2 separate regions of the Sus scrofa genome follow, and region 1 is linked to region 2. Evidence: chromatin contacts called from public HiChIP or PLAC-seq data. All regions are on one chromosome and are shown on one strand. The core of a region is the stretch at or near the end of the contact, and the rest is flanking DNA. Distances in the headings are between cores, read along the strand shown. Region 1 overlaps TLE3 (transducin-like enhancer protein 3). Region 2 overlaps LOC100626276 (a long non-coding RNA gene).

Region 1 (5,132 bases), core at 2,408-4,907, 310 kb before region 2:
CAGTTACTATTAGCTAGCCACACATGGCCAGCGGCTTCGTATGTAGGACTGTGCAGTATAACACTCCTAACGGGAGTGTTTAGAGGATGACAGGAGATGTTGTGTTGCAGGTGCTTAGCATAGTACATACCTTGCGTGTGGGAAAACCTCAGCAAGGGATTCGCACAGCAGGACAGTCCCCAAGTTGCCAAGGCCTTAGAGAGCGAGGACCTTGGTGTTCTGGATGTTGTGAGACTTTCCAGCCCCTTTGTCATTTGTGACGTACTGGCTCCACATGCCAGCCCTGCAGTGTAGATACCACAGGCCCCACCGAACAGTAGGCACACAGATTCAGTTTCTCGAGGTTAAGTGCATTGGTTGTGACCTCACTGTGGACCAGGGGCAGGTCCAGAACCGGAAGCTGGGCTCACTTCACTCGGACCAGTGATCTTTATCCACATCAAGGTGTGGTCTCTTGTGGTCTCCGCACTGGCCCAGCCCAGCCACCTGCACATCAGGGCTTTGATTCCAGTGTTGGGGTAAAGAATTGGGTAAAGCATGAGCATCAGGATGTGTAGATTAGGGTTCCTCGGGCTGAACATGGTCAGCATTTAAGGGCTGGATAATTCCTTGTGGTGGGGCAGCCCTGGGCGTCCTAGGATATTCTTCATCTTTTACCTCCTAGTTTTTAGTAGCACTGCTTCTATTGCGACCCTCCAAAATGGCTCGACATTGCCTCATGTCCCTCGGGGAGCAAAATCTGCCGTGGTGGAGAACCCCTGATGTTGGGGGAGGAATTCTGGCTCTAGAGTCACTGTCTCGCTTTGTGACCTAGGGCAGCTGAGTCCTCTCTGGGCCTCATTGTCTTCATCTGGAAAATGAGATGTTGAAAGTGATGGTGGTTTGGGAGGAAGCCAGTCTGCAAGCAAGCTGATCATATAAACAAGTTTCTAAATAACTGATTTTGATTTTTATGGCCTATGAAATGCCACCATTCCTGCCATCCTCCTCTGGGGAAGAGGGACGCCTCCGACCCGTTTAGTCTAAAGAGAGGGACATGCTCTTGGGTTGTGGGTAGGTAGGTGGGTGGGTACAATGGGGCTGTTTGTGCCCACAGTGTCCCTGTCTCTTCTACCTCATCTTCCCCTCCCCGCCCACCACCCAGGTTTCCCAGAGAACCCCTGCCCTTAAAAAGCCGGAGCCCTTGCTTCATTTGTAGCGCTGACCTTACAGGGAGACCCCCAAAATTTAACGAGCTGCCTCTGCAAGGGTAATGTGACTTTTACAGCCTGTTGAGGGGCAAAGGGAGATTTGCATAATGTTCCAAGGGGGATTAGGTGGCTGGGGGTTGCCATGGCAACCCCACAGGGATGAATTGAGAATTTTTCCTCCTGGCAGGAGTTGGCCAATGGAGTCTGGGAAGGTGGGGGAGGGGGGCAGGGGTTATCTGAGGGGAAGGAGGGGAGGGAGGGATGGGGGGTGGGGGGAGGGGGGCGGCGGCGCCTGGGATGAATGGGCAGTGTTGGGGGAAGGTGTAATCTGAAAAGGCTTTCCCTGTTTCCGTCTACACAAGCAGCCTCTTTGAGGGCCATTCCCTGGAGTGGGGGTGGGAGGCAGGCAGAGTTTAATGTGTTTGGGAACCAAGAAATTAAAGTGAACAAATATTTAAAGATTATTGGATCTTGTTAACAGGAAGCCCAATGGATGGAAACTGAGAGTCTTGAGAAATGAAAGTCTCCGAGTCTTAGAGCCAGGGAGGGACTTACTGTCGTCTTCCCAGGTCTCTCCCATGAAGTGATGTCCATCCCCTTGTGCCCGTTGGGCTGCCATTGACTGCTCCCCAGGACAGGGCCCTGACTTGCACAGCCCCTCATTGGTTTTTGAGAGCTAATTATTATCTTGGACCCAAATCTGCCTCCTTCCTGCAGCGGACGCTGAGGCCCTAGTGCAGGACACGCCCGGGGCGGGAATGCAGGTCTCTGGACTTTGCATTGCCAGCTCTTTCCAGGGTCAGTGGCCTAGATGCTCCCTCTGTTCCCTGACCCGTGCCACTCCCACCCCCTCACTCAGCCTCACCATTCCCAATGCCCTTACTTCCTAAACTCTTGGCAGAAAATGTCAGAGATTTCTAGTGGGCACAGGAAAGGAAGTCGGATTTCTTCCAGGGAGCATGTGGGATGGCGCTCAGCTCCTCGACCCCCTCGCCTTTCTTCTGCCCAGGAGCGGGAGGAATCCTCGTTGCCATCCTTACCCTGTGTGATGGGGGCTACAGCCAGTGTCCCTTTTCCTCTCCAGCGAGACAGATCCTCAGGGTCACACCAGGGTTGGGCCTTTTCTTGTTCCCAGCCCTCCCGGCATAAAGAATTCAGCAGGCTTCCTCGGAAGCATAAATATTTAATGGCGTTGTAGTTATATATAATTTGATCAATATGTCAGTGCTAAAAGGGCCTTTAAGGAGGCTCACCTATCACTGAGTGATCGGTGATGTAAATGTCCTCAGCCCCTCCAGGAGCAGGGGTCATTATCTCCCGGCTGCTAAGTGGGTCATTTATTCACCCCCTTCTTAAAAACACCGGGGAGCTGCTCTCCCCTAGAGCCTTTGCATGGCAGAGATGGAGTGGGGCCTGGGAACCTTTGCTGGAGGCCTCGACCCTTCCTGTCTCTGGGCTTCCTTCCCACGGGCGATAAAACACCCATGTGCAGAGTTCCCATTGTGGCTTAGCAGTAACAAACCCGAATAGTATCCATGAGGGTGTGGGTTCCATCCCTGGCCCCACTCAGTGCGTTAAGGATCTGGCGTTGCCGGGAGCTGCGGTGTAGGTTGCAGATGTGGCTCAGATCCATGTTGCTGTGGCTGTGACTTAGGCCAGCAGCTGCAGCTCCAATTTGACCCCTAGCTTGGGAACTTCCATATGCTGCAGGGTACGGCCCTAAAAAGGAAAAAAAACAAAACAAAACAAAACACCCACTTGCTTTATTTCAGTGCTCTGCTAGCTCAGTCAGGAGAAAATGCCTGGCAAGGAATTTCATCTTGTAGTCCAATAGTTAAGGGCCTATCAATTTAGAATTGCCTAGGAAATGCAATGGAATATTTTAACTTAAAATTGCCCCGATGCCTTGTTCTGGATTCTTCCTATATTTGATTGCCTGGTGACTGTGGTGCCTGGTTGCTGGCGATTCCTCCTGCACAGCCCCAGCCTCTCCCTGAGCCCCTGTGATTTTAATTCAAGATGAGGCAGACTCACCTTGAATATCTGAGGACTTGTGTCAGAGGGCCAGGTAAAACCTGATTCAAATTCAAGAACCCCGGAACAGGAGTTCCCGTCATGGCTCAACAGTTAACAAACCCAACTGGCATCCATGAGGACATGGGTTCGATCCCTGGCCTCGCTCAGTGGGTTAAGGATCTGGCGTTGCCGTGAGCTATAGTCTAGGTCACAGACATGGCTCGGATCCCCCATTGCTGTGGCTCTGGCATAAGCTGGCGGCTACAGCTCTCATTGGATCCCTAGCCTGGGAACCTCCATATGCTGTGGGTGTGGCCCTCAAAGACAAATCAACAACAACAACAACAAAAAGAACTCTGGAGCAGACCAAGCGTCCACCCCAGACACACATGAGGGAGTGCACAGTGGAGTAACCCAAGGCCCTGCCACCAGGATGTGACTTTCTGTGGGTCATATGACATGTCAGTCACAGAGCTGGCTGGAAAACCACCATTTCCACATGGCTTGGAGTGTAACTCAGGTCTCACATAGGTCCCTTTTCCTCATCTCATTCTTACGCACATCCACAAACGGGTCTCCAGAATCACTGCACGCTGTGCTGACTATGCCATGAAGAGATCCTTGTTTGAGAAGTGAAATCAGGACCCTAATGGCAGCCCCTGTGCTGTCTCATAGACGGGGAATTGCTCTTACTTCCCGCCAAGTGAAACATCTTCAAGAGCCCTTGCCTCACTGTCGAAAGCTTCTTGTGAATCACAGAAGGAACGTGGACAGTAGCTGCTTGACACAGATAGGACCCTCTTGCCTGCTCTGCTCTGTAGTGCTCAGTTAGGCTGATGGATGCACTTGAACGGGCCATGCTATGAAGACTGGTCCTTGGGACCGAACCCCAGCCAGCTGCAGCTTAGCCCACACCCAGCATCCGTCCATGCCTTGCCTCTTACTCTGCTTGTCCTTTAAACTCATGCTGTGCTCTGTTTTACTGAACTTTCTGGAGCAATCGACATGTCACAGAGCGACTGAGGAGGGTTTGGCCTTCTCAGACTCTAAATGATGGCTCCGGGATCTTACGAGTTATCCACTTTGTCCCTCTGTTTTGCAGACAACAAAATTGAAGCCCAGAGGAGGGAAGGGATTTGGCCCAAAGCCACACAGCGAGATTGGAGACAGAGCTGGGAATAGAGGCCAGGTCACCTCTGTGTGGCAGGGGGTCATGATATGCTCTTTAAAGCAGCCAGGTTCCTCCCTCTCCTTGTTTTTATCTGGCTGAGGTTAAAATGTGTGCATTTTCGAAGAGCTGACAGGGCAGTTTAAAACTAAATACCGGAGAGAATCTGGTGGAAGTGGCTGTCAGATGTGTCTTGAGCAGTCAGTTAAATAATTTCAAAAAAAAAAAAAGTCAAAGACTGGCCAGGTGCTGCAGGCTGGGAGCAAGAGGTTGCCAGGGTGTGGACCGAGAGCCGGTCCCATCTCCCTTCATTCAGTGTCCTGAGTCAAAGGCCCAAGGGATGGGAACAACAGTTAGTGTGAATGCTAGGGCGTTGCTGGAGCAGTGCACTCTGAGAATGTCCCACTGCCCTCTGTGTACAGTAAGATGTTCAGAGGCCCTGCTTTAACAAGGAGGTGATGGTGTGAACAGGAGTTACCTACGGGCGTGGAACAGACTGCTCTTTGGGAAATGACACCAGTCCCCCCCCCGCCCCCCAACTCTTTTGTACTCCGTCATTTACTTGCCTAACAACCACAATGGAGGCAGATGGTCCTCCCAGTGTCCACTCGGGAGCTCAGGATCTCGAGCTTGCAGGGTCTCTGCACACACTTCTCTGTCTGTGGTGAGTAGGTGAGTTCCTTCTGAGGCACAATATTTTTCCACCAGCAAAGCTGCCTTCTTTGAACCACACTTGAAAAGGAACTTTCAAAGGCAGC
Region 2 (4,944 bases), core at 1,311-3,810:
CGTCCAAAAGTATTAACACATTAGTTCAGAAGTAGGCAAACTACTGCCTGCAGGTCAAATTTGGCCTGCTGCCTGTTTCTGTGAAGTTTCACTGGAACATAGCCACCCCCATTTGTTTATGTGTTGTTTGTGGCTGCTTTGCTTTGGTGCTAAAATGGCAGAGTAAAGCCTAAAATATTTACTATCTGGCCTTTTACAGAAAAAGTTTGCCAACCCCTGCCTGAGCCCATCAATCACCCAGCGAAGTTTCATTCCTGTGGCTGTTCCAGAAGGTCTCTGGTTTTCCCACTCCTGTATCACAGCACCTAGCAGCACAGTGCTTGGCATATTGCAGGTACTAGGGGAAAAAAAAGCTGTTAAAGGAATGAACCATTGCAATAAGCTATTTTACTTCATACAAATGAGAAAAGCACAGCTCTCAGAAAAGTTAAAGTGTATAGTCAAAGGTCTCAGGGTAGACAGTGCTAGGATTAGACTGTCTTGATCCACAGTCGTCTTTTTCCCTATAAACTTGAAGCAGGGGTCAGAGATAAGCTTGCGAGAAACCTGCAGAAATGGGGCCAAGATTCGATCTTTTGGAAGAAAGGGGCTGGAGAAGTAGGAAGGCCCTAGGAAGGAGGAAAAATTCATCTGAAGGGATAAGGAGACCCTGCTGCTGCTAGGAACATTGCTGCCTGAGATTATACAGAGCTAATTCAGACTATGGTGTCAGCTTCTTTCTGGACCTACTTTCCTCTTAACTAAAGGTGAGCAATGGAGCTTTTCCACCTTTAGGCAAAAGAGAGCTCTTCGAGGAGTACAGACAGGGGAGATAAAATGGAATCTCCATGCTTACCAGAATACAATTCAAAAAGAGCCAGGTGCTGGCCTCAGTGGCGGTGAGTACCCAGCGGCATCCACAGGGAGCCCAGTCAGCTGTTTGGCAGTGGGGCTGTGGTGGCTACACCCACTACAGGAAGAACTCTGGGCCTGTGACCACGAAGCCCCTCCCAGATCTGAGGGGCTCACCCTAACCACATGCCTTGAGTGAGCCCTGACACCCTCCCTTTCCAGCTCACTGAGAGATATTCAAGGCACGGACCTGCTCTCTTGAATCTGATGAGAGCTGGCTTTGTGAGTGTCATTTGGCCCAAATAGTCATAGAAAGTAGGGAATCCTTTAGGTTAACTGATTGGAACCCTTTGTTATCATTCCCCCCAAAAAACCATACCCACAAAGTTCTGTTGACAACTCAGTCTCTGTTTTCTTTCAAGTCGAGTGAGAACAGAAAATGGAAAGCCAGAGATTCAATTTTATGGGGGTTTTCTCCCCCCCCAACCCTTTGCAGTTATATTACTTACAACAAATTCTCCAGAAAGTTGGTGAACTATCTGATTCTTTCCCATGCACTCAACTTAGCTGAGGAAGAAGCAACTCGATTTTTTTTTTTTTTTTTTTTTTGCCCTCATATTCCATTGCCTTGTGGAATAACAGTTGCACTCTTCAATTAGAGTAAGAGGAACAGGTTGAGAGCAAACACAAGTAACGCTTGATAAGCACACACAGCTCGACGGATGGGAACAGATGTGCCCAGGGAAAACTGAAGAATACCCGCGAGCTTCAGGGGTTTGGTGTGTCCTGGGCACAATGCGTGCCGAGGGGCATGGAAAGCCTCAAGCAATCTGGCAGGGTGGTTAATGGGAGAATGTTTAAGAGGGTTCTGCTCTTTGATCACATATGCCACAGCCCTTTTTCACATGCAGCCCACTGTCCTGTGTAAGCCTCAGGAGCCTCAAAGAACATTTTCGTGGCGGCAACGTGAGGATCAGGGATGTTAAGAGACTTTTTCAAAGACAAAGCACAGCGCTTAGCTCTTTGCGTCTGTACCATTGGAGCCCAACACAGAGTGGACCCTTGGAAAAAAACAGAAAAAAAGAAAAACAAAAAACACTGTTTATGGGACAGACGCAAGAGAGCAGGGCCCAAACCCAGGGAGATGTGCTTTGAGAGCCCAGGTTCCTCCAGCTCCCTTCTAAAACGCATGTGAGAGGCATACTCTTTGCTGAGCTCAGTGTCCCTCTCAGCACTCGTGCAAAGATGGTCCTCTTTATTGCTTCTCACCTACAGAGGGTTTTGTGCTTCTGAATTCTTAGTCTTCTCCCCACTTTTCCCCTGGGGGGAGGGGGGGAACAACTAACTCATTCTGTCTCCTGTGGTGTTCCTGCTAGATTCTCCTGCGAAGTGCTCTTGGAAGAAATAAGGGTTACACCAAGCCCCTCAGCGGGAGGCTGGCTCAGCTGAGCACTCCAGCCCTTGGCATCCACCTCCTCCCTAACTTCCAACTCCAAGACTTTCCACACTCATGCAAAACATCCTGGCCTGTCTCCCCACCAGCTCAAGGGGAAACCCTAAACCTCAAAGTGAAAATAAGAGGCCCATTTGCCCCAGGAAATTAGACACAAACAAGCCTGGGGTGAACCGCTGGGCCAGAACAGTTTCTCTGGATTAGTCATGGGGTTACCCACTGGCGAACGTCCCCCCACCCCCACCCACCCCAGCAAGCCCTTGAGCCCCAGCTCATGTGGAAGGCCGGCCTGGCGGGTCACAAGCATGGCCAGAAGAACAGGGCTGGAGAGGGGATGTGGGGGCAGGGGAACATGGCCGAGGAAACCACAGTGACCTTCCACCTGGGTGGGGCTTCTCTTTTCTTCTTTTAACCTCCTGCTAAACTGTTCGAAACTGCTTGTCAGCACCTCCGCTTCCTTCCTGCCAGCGCCAGCCTCTCGGAGATCTTTACCCGCTTCATAAGGGGGTGATAGTGCCCCAACCCCATCTTCACTCTCTTGGCAGAGGCGACAATGTCCCCGCGGCTTATCTCTCAGCAAATATTTATTAAAGCCTGTTTTCCAGCAGGTACGCGTTAACAATGGAGCTAATGGTTAGGAAGGCAAAGACATCCAATAATTGCTGGATAATACACTCACCCTGCCAGTGGCAGGAGTTTCTATTTGCCTCATCGCTGTACAGTCAAGACCAGGAACAGTGCCTGGTATATGCCAGGCGTGCAACAAGTGTGTGTTAAATGAATGATCGACAGACACAGCGAATTGCAACGGTCATGCTGAGTGCAAGAATTAAGCATACTCTGTGGTCATGAGAATGTGTCATGGGTCACCTTTGGGGCCTGGGAAGGCTTCTTTGCAGAAATGATGGCCCAGCTGAGACTGAAGGAGTGCGCAGAAACAGGCTAGAAGGACGGCTCGGCCAGTGAGGGTCCAGATGAAGCCCTGAGGGGCTGACTGGAGGAGGTGGCTAGAGTGGAGGATGGGTGGGACAGGAGGGTTGGTGTCAAGGTGACTCTGGAAAGGACAGCAGAACAAGCCTGGCAGGATGAGGAGAGGACTCGCCAAAGCACATTCTGCAACAAATGATGTGGTCCAACCACACGGGCATCACAAATTGAGATGCCTCTAGAATAACACATTTGGGAGTATCTAGGTATACGGGACAATGGGGAGCTGGAGAAGTCCCCTCAGCAGTGGCTGAAGTTTAAGCTGATGTTTTTCCAACCTACTACAAGTTTACCTTCACATCATTACATAATGGGTTCCACTTAACAAATACCAACATTACTTGACCACGTGCCAGATGCCCTGCTAAGTGCTTTGCAAACATTCAATCATTTCATCCTCACAATGACCTCTTGACATTGGTGCTGTAATTGTCATGTTTAAAAGATGAGGCAATGGCAGTGGGGAGTTCAAGCTGAGACCATGGATGGAAGAAACAGAATCTTCTTCAATTCCTATGGGGGCACAGAGGGCTCCCCAAACCTCCATTGCCCTGTTGGAGAGTGGGAGAAGGCTGGCCCAGGAGCTGCAGTGGGGGGTGACTGAGGGAAGCCAGGTGGGTCAGTCAACTGTCAGGGGATGCACAGCGCCAGTGGCAGAAAGAGATGGTGCTCTGTGCCGTGGTGGCAATCCTGGCATCTCTTGGCATCCTCTTATGAATCCTTCTCTTTCTCCACCATTGGATCACCTGCTTTATGGCTCCCACATCTGCCTCTTTCTCGGTGGAGTCCTTCATTTTAGCAGAACACCCCCTCCCGTAGCATCATGGGTCCGGGAAAATGGAAGGCAGATTTGGGAGGAATTTGCATTTTTTAAAATGTCTTAGAACCTCTGCTGGAGTGTTATTTGGCTGAGTGTAAACTCTACATTGCAGATCACATTTCTTCAGAATTTTGAAAATGTTGCTTCTTTGCTTCTAGTTTTCAGTGCTGCAACTGGGAAGCCCACACTTGATTCATAGTTTGGCTGGGTATAGAATCTGAGGGCATAAATTGGCTTCTAGGACTGTTGTTGAGAAATCCAGCATTATCCCATACCCTGATCCTTTATACATGTCTTGTTTTTGCTTTTTATTTTTTCCTTTCCGGAAGTTTTCAATATTCTCTTTATCCTGGTATTCTAAAATTTCACAATAATCTGCCTTGATGTGGGTCTTTCTGTCATATGCTATGTAAAGCATGTGGTGGATTCAAACAAAGAAACTCATGATTTCAGTTCTGGGAATTTTATTTCGGTATTATTTCCTTGAATATTGCCTCCCCTGTGTTGTCTCCATTTTTCCCCCCTCTTTTTGGAACTCTTACTATTTGGATGCTGAATATCTGAAGATGGATCCTGCAATTTTCTTATCTTTCCTATTTTCAGTCTGTTTATCCTTTTGTTTTACTTTTGGAGAGTTGGCCTCATGTTCCAAATGTTATATAAAACTTTGGGGGGAGTCTGTTAATTTTCATTTTCAGGAGCTCTATTTCTTTTTACAATCTGCTTTTGGTTTTTTGGGTGCCATAGCTTCCCTCTGATGATACTATTTTTTTTTGTCTTTTTTTTTTTTTTTTTTTTTTTTTTTTGTCTTTTCTTGGGCAGCTCCCATGGCATACGGAGGTTCCCAGACTAG

The links. HiChIP or PLAC-seq counts read pairs in DNA pulled down with a chosen protein or histone mark.
Region 1: an H3K27ac HiChIP or PLAC-seq map of alveolar macrophages shows a contact between it and region 2. The contact joins two enhancer-like sites. A contact is called at or near these places in 1 of 47 Hi-C or Micro-C datasets (skeletal muscle) and 1 of 2 datasets of contacts at active chromatin or transcription factors (alveolar macrophages).

What each region holds. Positions count from the first base shown.
Region 1 is chr1:167,838,191-167,843,322 of Sscrofa11.1, reverse strand. All of the region lies in intron 4 of TLE3 (transducin-like enhancer protein 3), which reads left to right. Among named protein-coding and RNA genes, the nearest start is that of TLE3, 15 kb to the left of the region's middle. Within about 2 kb of position 3,657, at least 2 of the 83 cell types and tissues checked have an H3K27ac peak or open chromatin away from gene starts, as enhancers often do. A contact at or near this core is called in alveolar macrophages, where this site is marked.
Region 2 is chr1:167,531,352-167,536,295 of Sscrofa11.1, reverse strand. It overlaps LOC100626276 (a long non-coding RNA gene), which reads right to left. Exons shown (of 3, transcript XR_131319.4): 2 at 836-4,944; 3 at 1-337. Among named protein-coding and RNA genes, the nearest start is that of RPLP1, 240 kb to the right of the region's middle. Within about 2 kb of position 2,560, at least 22 of the 83 cell types and tissues checked have an H3K27ac peak or open chromatin away from gene starts, as enhancers often do. A contact at or near this core is called in alveolar macrophages, where this site is marked.